2 separate regions of the Rattus norvegicus genome follow, and region 1 is linked to region 2. The links are chromatin contacts, called in public Hi-C maps. All regions are on one chromosome and are shown on one strand. Each heading gives the region's core, a stretch centred on a gene start, on an enhancer-like site or on the middle of the called end of the contact. The rest is flanking DNA. Distances are from core to core; before and after follow the strand shown. Region 1 has its middle 110 kb from the start of Auh. Region 2 has its middle 120 kb from the start of Nfil3.

Region 1 (4,554 bases), core at 376-2,875, 270 kb after region 2:
AAATAAAGGGAGAGGAGGGGAGGGAGGAGAGGAAAGAAACGGAGGGAGGGAGAAGAAGGGGGAGAGGAGGAAAGAGGAAGAGACATGAGAAGGAGGGAGGGAAATGTGAGTGAGGAGGGAGATTTGAGGGAGGCGGGAGGGGAGTGAGGGAGGAGAAAGGGATGTGAGGGAGGAGGGAGGGGAGTGAGGGAGGAGAAAGGGATATGAGGGAGAAGATAGAGGGGGATATGGGGGAGGAGGGAGAGGGATTTGAGGGAGGAGGGAGGGATATGAGGGAGAAGATGGAGGAGGATGTGAGGGAGGAGGGAGGGGAATGTGAGGGAGGAGGAAAGGGGATGTGAGAAAGAAGGAAGGGGGTGTAAGGAGGGAGGGGTGTGAGGGAGGAGGGAGGGGGTGTGAGGGAGGAGGGAGGGGTGGGGGGAGGAGGGAGGGGTGTGGGGGAGGAGGGAAGGAGATGTGAGGGAGGGGGATGTGAGGGAGGAGGGAGGGGGTGTGAGGGAGGAGGGAGGGGTGTGGGGGAGGAGGGAGGGGGTGTGAGGGAGGAGGGAGGGGGTGTGAGGGAGGAGGGAGGGGGTGTGAGGGAGGAGGGAGGGGATGTGGGGGAGGAAGGAAGAGGGACAGAAGGGGCAGGAAAAAGGAAGGATACAAAGAGAAGAATGTAGAAAGGAGAAAATAGGAAGGACGGTGAAAGGAAGGAGAGGTTTGGTTAACTTTTGTGGTCCCTTCTTTCTGAAGTGTCAGAGAACCGGGTGTCTCCCCATTTTCTTCTGCAATGCCAATGGTGCTTGGCTCTGAAGTATTTTCAGACAGAAGCGTCTTGAAGAGCAAGGCCTGTGTGCCAGGCCTGTGGAGGCCCTGAACACTGCTCTCTCTTGTCCTCCCATCTCCCCGCCCCCCACCGCTCACACACACTGTCCATTGTCGGTGCTAATTACTGGCCCACTCCAATGGAGCAGGAGGCTGTGTTGATGTTACACTAACAGTTTATGCTTGACAAGCTCTCTGTGCATGTAATAATTACAGCATATTTGTCTTCGGTATTTCGCAAGCATTCTTTCTGGATAATACTGGCAGGATTAAGTAATGGTTTCTCGCCAGCGTGGTTGCTCAACGGCATTAAACACCGATGGAGGGCTATGACGTGCACAGCCTGGCTCCCCCACCCCTACCCCTCCGCCTCTGACCTTCTGCTTTTCTTACGTATAAAATAATCTATTGTAAGCCTCTGCCTATTGTTCTCATCCCAGATGCCAGGAAGTACTTCAGGAAAACATTTTGCTTTGGTGTTAAAGGACGGCCTTTACAGTGGTTAGGAGTAAGATGGGCAGGCAAGACACCAGGCTGCCAGCAACCAGGGACTTCAAAGTCTTCCTTTGGGAACTGGGGGGGGGGGGGGGGACGACTGACATTTATTTCTGCTTCTCGGTATCCAACTTCGGTATTGGCAACGTGTGCGTGGTGGGGGGCATGGTTGTGATTCTGTCTTAGAAAAGGTCAGCGGGAGACACGACACTGGCTACACTGTGCAGCCCCGCACTATGATCCCAGACTCGTGCCCGTGCTCCCGAGCCTGTTACACAACACAGCCCACAGCCTCAAGGCCATTTTGCACAAGTTTCTCCTTCCCCAAGTTTACAGCCTCCTGAGATCATTAACTCATGACATAATTCTCGCCCACAAACACGGGCCACTCAAACAGAGCAGAAAATTCCAAAATAAAGCACTTCAGAAATAGCGAGGCATTTTTGGACTTTTTTTTTTTTTTTACCCTTCCTGCACGACTCACGACTTTTTTTTTTTTTTTAAGCCACTGAGTGAAATAGAGAAGCCTACTCGGGGTTTCTTTTTTAAGCGTGGGAGTTTGGTGCGAGAGGGTTCCTGTGGGAACCCTCTCTTCTGCAGTGTTTTGATTTTACCTGTGTTCTAGCTCGCCATTGAAAAGCCAGGTCCACCGCTCTGTCTGACAAAGCTAAGGACTAAAGCACAGTGGCCTTGGCAGACGTATTCGGAACCACGAGGTGAGGCCTGACGTGTCTCCACACACAGTGGAAAGTTACTGCGGTGGCTGTTACCGAGTCCACAGGACCAGGAAAGTAAAGTAAATGCCATGCCGTGGCCGGCTTTTAATGTTATCAAGGGAGTTTGGCCCTGATGCGTCAGGAATCTTTGTTGTGAGTGGCACAAGTTCAAACGAAAGTGGCCTGGATCAAAGAAAATGTCACTTGGCCTGCAACCCTCAGCAGGAAAGGGCAGGACCATGGGGACAGTAGAACCGGGCTCTCAGGGCTGGAGGGACACCCTGTGTTTCCTGTCATGCCTAGTGGCCAGGGTATGGCTTCACTCTGGTCTGGTTTTACACGATGGCAACTTCCAGCCCACTGGAGATTGGAACTCAGGTTCCCAGGCACGCAGGCACTTTATCAACTGAGCAGTCTACCCCAGTTTTTTCCGTGCAGTTCTAAGGGTGACCTTGGCTCACAGCAGAACTCGGAAGCTTCCGTAGCCTCTGTCACGAGGGGAATGGGAAGGAGGAGGTGCTGGGAGTGTAAAAGCCCTTGGTCCAATGAGAACTTAGACCAGCTAGAAGTTTGAGCCACTGGTGGAGAAGCAGGTCAACCATGGGGACAGGACCCAGTGGAGGTGTCAACCTCTGAGTCAGAATGTTGGTGGATGGGGGCACGCAGAGACATGGTTCAGATAGACTGGCTGGGGAGAGGGAGTATTTAGACCCAGCACCTGTGGCCCAGCTTTCCCCACCCCTGCTCAGCCCAGAAAGAGTGGTATTATGACCTCTCTGGATAACTGACATGATGTCATGGGTAGCCCTAGTTACGCCTCTGCTCTAGGTTAGGAGGACAGTGTGGCGGACATTTGCCACCCTTAGCTGTGGTTCTGTCAGCAGCCCAATGGAACCTGGCTGGGTCTATCTAGGTTCCTGGATCTTGCATTTCTCTGTTGACCTCTGCGATCAGATCCTCCAGTGGGCAGCTTTTGAACCCCAGGAAAGCCCTTGAGTTGTCTGGTATCATCCCTGTTGCTACCAACGGAATAACTCCTCAACGTGCACTCTCGCTGTCTCCCAGTGTTTCAAGAGCGGTTCAAGAGCTTTGCAAAGCTCTGGCTTACCCTTATAGGCTGTTTTATGTGTTTTCTCCGCTGTCAGTGTTACGTATTATGAACTCAGTGAGGGGGAAGGGGAGCTTGGAGAGAAGTTGTGGGACTTTCAGAGCAAGGCAATCTGACCCAGCAAATGAACTTCTGCTAATAGCCTGGACTGTTTCCTAAATAAACTTCTGAGGAAGATAATTCAAGGCACCCTTTCTTTCTTCTGAACAGTTTGCATACCCCAAAGCTATGTGAAGTAGGAAGTGCCCATGTCCCCTTTCCTGAGCTCCTGTCTTCAGTGCTTTCCTACAAAGAAGAGGCTTTCGGGTAATCTGATTGGCCAAGGTTGGGTGGGGTTTGCAGGTGGAACAGTGGCCCTGCAATTCAGAAGGCCCTGGCTGCTCCCTGTGTCCTCTGGAGCGCTGCACACCCATCTCAGCCTCACAGCAAGTGAACACTGAGGGTTCCTACCTGCCTGGGCCCAACTTTTACATTCTGGCCAGTAACGTGCTTACACACTGACTTTTGAGCCACCCTCTAGAGAACTGCATTCCAGCTCCTCATAGCCCAAATATTTGGCTGGAGAGTAAGGACAGCAAATCCCCTTAGCTGAGGCTACCTATGTGCACCCCTGGTGGCTGAGGCTACCTATGAACTGGCTGCACTGTAAGACCGGTGACAAATGTCAAGCTGCTTCCAGGAACACATGCCCACGAGAAGTCATGGGCCACGGGGCTGTGCTCTTGGCAAAGACAAGCTCCACAGAACAAAGCCCTCAGACTCTCACTTGAGAATGACTCGTGTCCCGGCTCCCCCAAGAAGAGACTCTGTGTGTGTGTGTGTGTGTGTGTGTGTGTGTGTGTGTGTGTGTTATGATGGGTGCATGCACACTTATGTATGTGTGCATGTGAGTGCTGTGTGTATGTGATGTATAGATGTGATATCATGTATGGGTGCATGGGAATGGTGTGTGTATGTGATGTATACATGTGATGTGATGGGTGCATGCATGCTCATGTATGTGTGCATGTGAGTGGTGTGTGTATGTGATATGCACATGTGATATCATGGGTGTGTGCATGCTCATGTATGTGTGCATGTGAGTGGTGCGTGTATGTGATGTGTACATATTTGCATATGTGTTGGAACATGTGGAATGTATGGCAGGTGTGTACCCATACACGTGTGAATTGTGAACTGAGAATGTGCATGATTTCCTTCCACAGTCGTTTTGGAAAACAGGGCAAACACAACGCCTAGAGGCTCCAGCGTGCTGGTTCCTCACTCATGGGATATTGCAATCTCATGACATACAGGAGGGGTTCTGCTGGGATGGCACAGGGGCCACTGACTGCGTAGTGATGGCAAACTCCAGGGTTCCGAGACACCGGTGGTGTGTCCTTGCTACCCTGAGGAGCCACCCGCAGGGCTGGGTTTATTATCTGGGCT
Region 2 (4,809 bases), core at 1,357-3,856:
CCTACCTCTGCTACCTTCCATAGTAAAGGCTGACCCAGTAACCAGCAGAGGAGCCCAGTGTCTGCTCTGTGCCCTGACCCCAAAGTTCCGCAGGTCATCAAACTTCTATGTGGGTACTGGTGCTTGTAGACATCTTAACCCACGGAGACAGCATCCTTAGCCCTGTCCTTGGATCCTACCCAGCAATCCCTCCTGGAGGATCTCACTCCGGAGGAGGACGTGCTTGTCCCCCTGAGTGATCCCATACTCCTGTATATCCCTCAAGTGCAGGATTCCCATTCGCTATCCCAACAGAGGCAGGGATACTGAGACTGGGAATGGCCAACTGTTGGAGGAGTCTTGGGCAAGCAGTGGCCAGCTAAGGGTACTTCTGAGTTCAATCCATTGGACAGAAAAAGAATCGAACTTCCTGGAAGACCCACTCAGACAGCAAAAGGAGCCATGCTTTAAGAATTAGAGTTTATTGGGTAGGATGGAGAGGCAGACCCTCCCAACACAAAACACAAACGCTTACATACATTTGTATAAACACATATATCATGGCAAACTATATCATCGCTAAAATATACATATGAACATATACATATTTACTTGTATTGAGTAAGAGGACAAATTCTGTCCTAGTCACACTGATCTCTTCAAAGAGTCATTTTCTGCGGGTCAGTGGAACCAGAAGTTGGCTTCTCCAAACCTCTGCGAGGACATGAGTGGGCAGCAGGTGGCGCTAGAGTCCTCATCATTGTCGGGCTGTGTTTACACCCAGCGTCCTTAGTTCTCACCATTCACCCGGGTGACTTCTTTTGAGTCAGATTCTTCGCCTGTGGATTTAGAATGAAGAAAAGTGCCAAAAAGGAAACAAAAGGCTGACCAGCGACTTGGTGTGTGAAGGTCAACAGACAAGATCCAATGCAGGGCCGGAATGTGTACCTGCTAACCATATAAGACTGACAGCATCCTCATGCGGGAGGGAAGATTGTGCCCGTCATAAGAGGCAGAAACAGGGCCCAGAGAGCTCTTCTAGAGAAACAGGAAGGCAGTACCACAGAGATAACAGTACACAGTGTCCTCCGCAATGCTAGTCACAGTAGAACGGAGATGTGAAACTCTCCAGGTCAACAGAGGGGACAGCTGGGAGGGGTAAGGGACAATAGGGAGGGTATGGGCAGTAAACAGTACTTACATGTACAGGCTAGCAAAGTGAGTTAAAAAAAAAAAAAGCAGCCAGCGGTGTAGAGGCCACCACCACCAGAGTTATGCCGAGGCCAGCCCTGGAGCCTATAGGAAACCCCGAAAGAACAGAGAGCAGGAGTCCCTGTGCTAATCCTCTGCTGCTAATACCTCTCACCCTTTTGTCATCCATAAGAGCAAACTAAACAAAAAGCAGCAGCCATGCTCTGGCGTCCTCCTGTGACCCGAGGCATCACAGGTATGGATAGCCCTGCCTATAGTCATGTCTCCTGTGGAGGTTTGGAGGTGGAATGGTAGGGGCAGGTAGCGACATATCCCTGAGAGTGTGTGGGAGGAGCCCCCAGAAGGTGTCCCTTCTGTTACTTACGTCTGTCATTTTAGAGGGCCGCCACCAGAAAACATCCATTGAAATGGCATGATGCTCTGAGACCTAAACCCCACCCAACCCCAATGCTCATGTGCTGAACTCTTGAATCCCCCACAGCAGCAGTGTCCAGAGGTGAACACTAGGAGGTGACTGTGTCCTGGGGGGACTCTGATCTAATGGACAGGTTAACTTGCTGATAGAGATGGAGGTTACTGCTACAATGAAGAGGTGGTCCAAACGAAGGAGGTACAACACAGAGGGAGGCTGCAGGCTATTGGGTCCGTGTCCCCACCCTGGTTTATTTCCTGACGAGCAGCTATGTTCTACCGCACACTCCCAATGTGCTGGTCACTGTGGCCCTTGCAAATGACTGAGCCAACCATGACAGAAGCCTCGGAAACCATGAGCCAAACTAAGCAGTTCTTCTATTTTGGTCCATCTGGGGCATTTGTCACAGCAACGGAAGGAACTTACCACAGTCCAGATGTGATCTGACGCTTAAGTGAACAGGATTTGAGCTGTTGGATTTCACAGAGAGGCCAGCAGGGGGAGATTTTAAACTCTTGTATCTGTAGGAGTCTGTAGCAAGGGGGACCAGTAGGGGAAACCCAAGAGTTTCCTGTAAGGCTGAGGGGGTGGCTTTCCTAATCATCTGATCCAGGAAACCTGAGCTACTAAGATGTCTAGCTCACTACACACACACACACACACACACACACACACACACACACACACACACACACTCAACAGATATCTCTGAACCTAATTAGTCATTCCTAGGAAATTAAGAAATAACAAGGGACCAAGGGTCTCTTTTTCATTAAATCCATGTGCTTGCCAGAGGCGAACCGGGGTCAAAGCAGACTACCGAAGGAGACAAACACTGCAAACTGAATTGTGCTGACCCCGATGGTTACAAAATCACAAGCTGTCGTTTGTATGACGAAGACATAAACAGGCAGGCGTTTTGTGACTGGCTTGTCTAGCACGCAGTTAGTGGCCTCTGACTGTGGAATTTCTGTCAAGTATTCAGGCCACTATTTTTCCTTTCTGTTTGAAATGACTCTCAAGTGAGACCGTGGGTTATTTATAACTTGGTTACCGCACGGTCTAAATAACACTGATACTGTTAAGCCCTAGTTAGCTAAATAACTTATGCCTCTGATGACTTCTAACCATGACTTGTCTAGAGTCAGGGCCTGGTGTTCCAACCATCAGATGCTCTGTCCCACTGTACCCCCTTAGCATGTAAAGGGAGGGCCTCTTACCAGTCCGTATTTAGAAAGCATTTATTGAACAGATGTTGATGGATTAAAATTTGAGGTGTAACCTTTCTGATGTAACCTGCGGGCTATGTGGACCACATTCCCTTCCGTTTCTGTCACACAGGATCTTTCTGGCCTCATTAGGCTTGCTAAGAGTAGGAGATTACACGTAGAGACGTGCTTTTTTTTTTCCCGAGTTTCCAGATGCACATATAGAGTCTTACATGTAATAGTTCAATTATTTACCAATTTATGCTTTTATAACTTAAAAATTGTTTTTGGAGACAGGATCCTCATATGTTCCAGGCTGGCTTGGAACTCACTCTGTAGCCAGGGATAGACCTTCAATCTCTGAGCCACCTGCCTCTACCTCCCAAAAGCTGGCATTGGGGGTGCGCACCACCATGCCCTATTTCCACAGTGCTGGGCATCAGAGCCAGGGCTTTGTGCTCGCTCGGTGAGCAGTCTCCCAGCTGCACCCAACTCTCACCGAGTACTTTGATGTGCGTATATTTCAATGAGTCAGGCGGCCATTCTCAATACTGCAACACAGTATTGCCTGGATTGCCTGGATTCTTATAGGCAGGCTACTGATAGATGGTGCCACGGGGCCAGAAACAACCAGAAGTAGAACAGAGGTCTGGGTTTGTATCAGGTCCTCCATGCCAAAGCAGCAACATTGTCCAAAACGGGGAATGGAAAGGTCCCAGCTGTTTATGTTGTTCGTAAAAACCCCCGGGAAGATGCGATGTTTGATTAAACGTGTATGTGTGTTATGTACATTGTTGTTGTAAAAATATAAAAATAAAAAGTAGAGTTGCCTTTTACCTCGCTGGGTCCTGTACTGCGGTGCCCAAGGTATCTGCTAGATATCTTGGCAGAAACACATCCCAGCCGCACTTTCCTACACTCAAACCCCCACATAAAAGGACACACAACACAATAATCTTTAACCCAATTGGTAAGATATAATTGCCCACTTAAACATACAAAGCCCGGTACCATGCATCCCTAGGAACATTAATAACAACCTGTAAAATACACAGAGCAGAACCTTAACATCACCTGCCATGGCTTCTCACCCTCTCCTCCGCTGTCTCCTCTCTCTCCTCTTCCTTCAAACTTCTCTCCCGCCCATCCTTCCTTCTCCTCCAATGACAGGCCTCCTTCTATCTTGTACCTGCCCCTCAACTGTACTTTACAAATTCAATGGGGAGAAGGTTCTGGTGAAGTCACCTGATTCCTGAGTATGTGACTAGGCAGCTGTCCTTGGGGCAGTGGAATTAGCATCAAAATACAGATAACTCAGGGGAAACCACAAAAGTATGTGGTTCTGTGGGGATATATATGTGTGTCTGTTGGTGGTAGGTGCGCATACATGTGTGTATATGCATGTGTACACACACGTATGTGCATGTGTACATATGTGGGATGGCCAGAGGTCAATTAGGGTATCTTCTGCTCTTGTCTTCACCTTGTTTTTGTAAGAAAGGGTCTTTCACTGAAGTTGGTGTTCCTGGATTCAGCTAGGCTTGTTGACCAGTGAGCTCCAGGGATTTCCTGTCTCTGCCCTGTGATCGTCCTACACTGCATTTCAGACACTGTCACTACATCCAGCTTCTATCTGAACTTGGGTCCTCGTACTTGCCAACTGAGCCATCTCTCCAAACCGATGCTACCTTAGCGGAGAAATGACTCACTTCTATTTTCTTCTGTCTGTCAACTTAGATGTATTTTTAAAAAATCATTTTTTTTCTGCAACTGCGTCACTGGCGAACTCCCGGCATTAGTCAGCTTGGTGTGCTGTGACAGGGCACTCCAGACTGGATGACTGACTCCAGGCATGGAATCTCTCTACTCTGGGTGTTGGGAGTTTGAGGCCTGTTCCTTGGCTTGTAGATGTGCCTTTCCCCAGTTAGCCTCTCTGTATCCAGATTTTTGTCTAATCAATCACAGAATCTGGGCTCTTTCTGGGAACCTCATTTTTAG

The links. A called contact is a pair of places that touch in the nucleus more often than the background predicts.
Region 1: a contact with region 2 is called in a Hi-C map of the A7r5 cell line, with 9 times the contacts expected there. The contact joins two enhancer-like sites. A contact is called at or near these places in 2 of 12 Hi-C or Micro-C datasets (the A7r5 cell line and mammary epithelial cells).

Annotation. Positions count from the first base shown.
Region 1 is chr17:12,584,291-12,588,844 of GRCr8, forward strand. No RefSeq gene overlaps it. Among named protein-coding and RNA genes, the nearest start is that of Auh, 110 kb to the left of the region's middle. Within about 2 kb of position 1,626, at least 48 of the 93 cell types and tissues checked have an H3K27ac peak or open chromatin away from gene starts, as enhancers often do. A contact at or near this core is called in the A7r5 cell line, where this site is marked.
Region 2 is chr17:12,308,720-12,313,528 of GRCr8, forward strand. No RefSeq gene overlaps it. Among named protein-coding and RNA genes, the nearest start is that of Nfil3, 120 kb to the right of the region's middle. Within about 2 kb of position 2,607, at least 11 of the 93 cell types and tissues checked have an H3K27ac peak or open chromatin away from gene starts, as enhancers often do. A contact at or near this core is called in the A7r5 cell line, where this site is marked.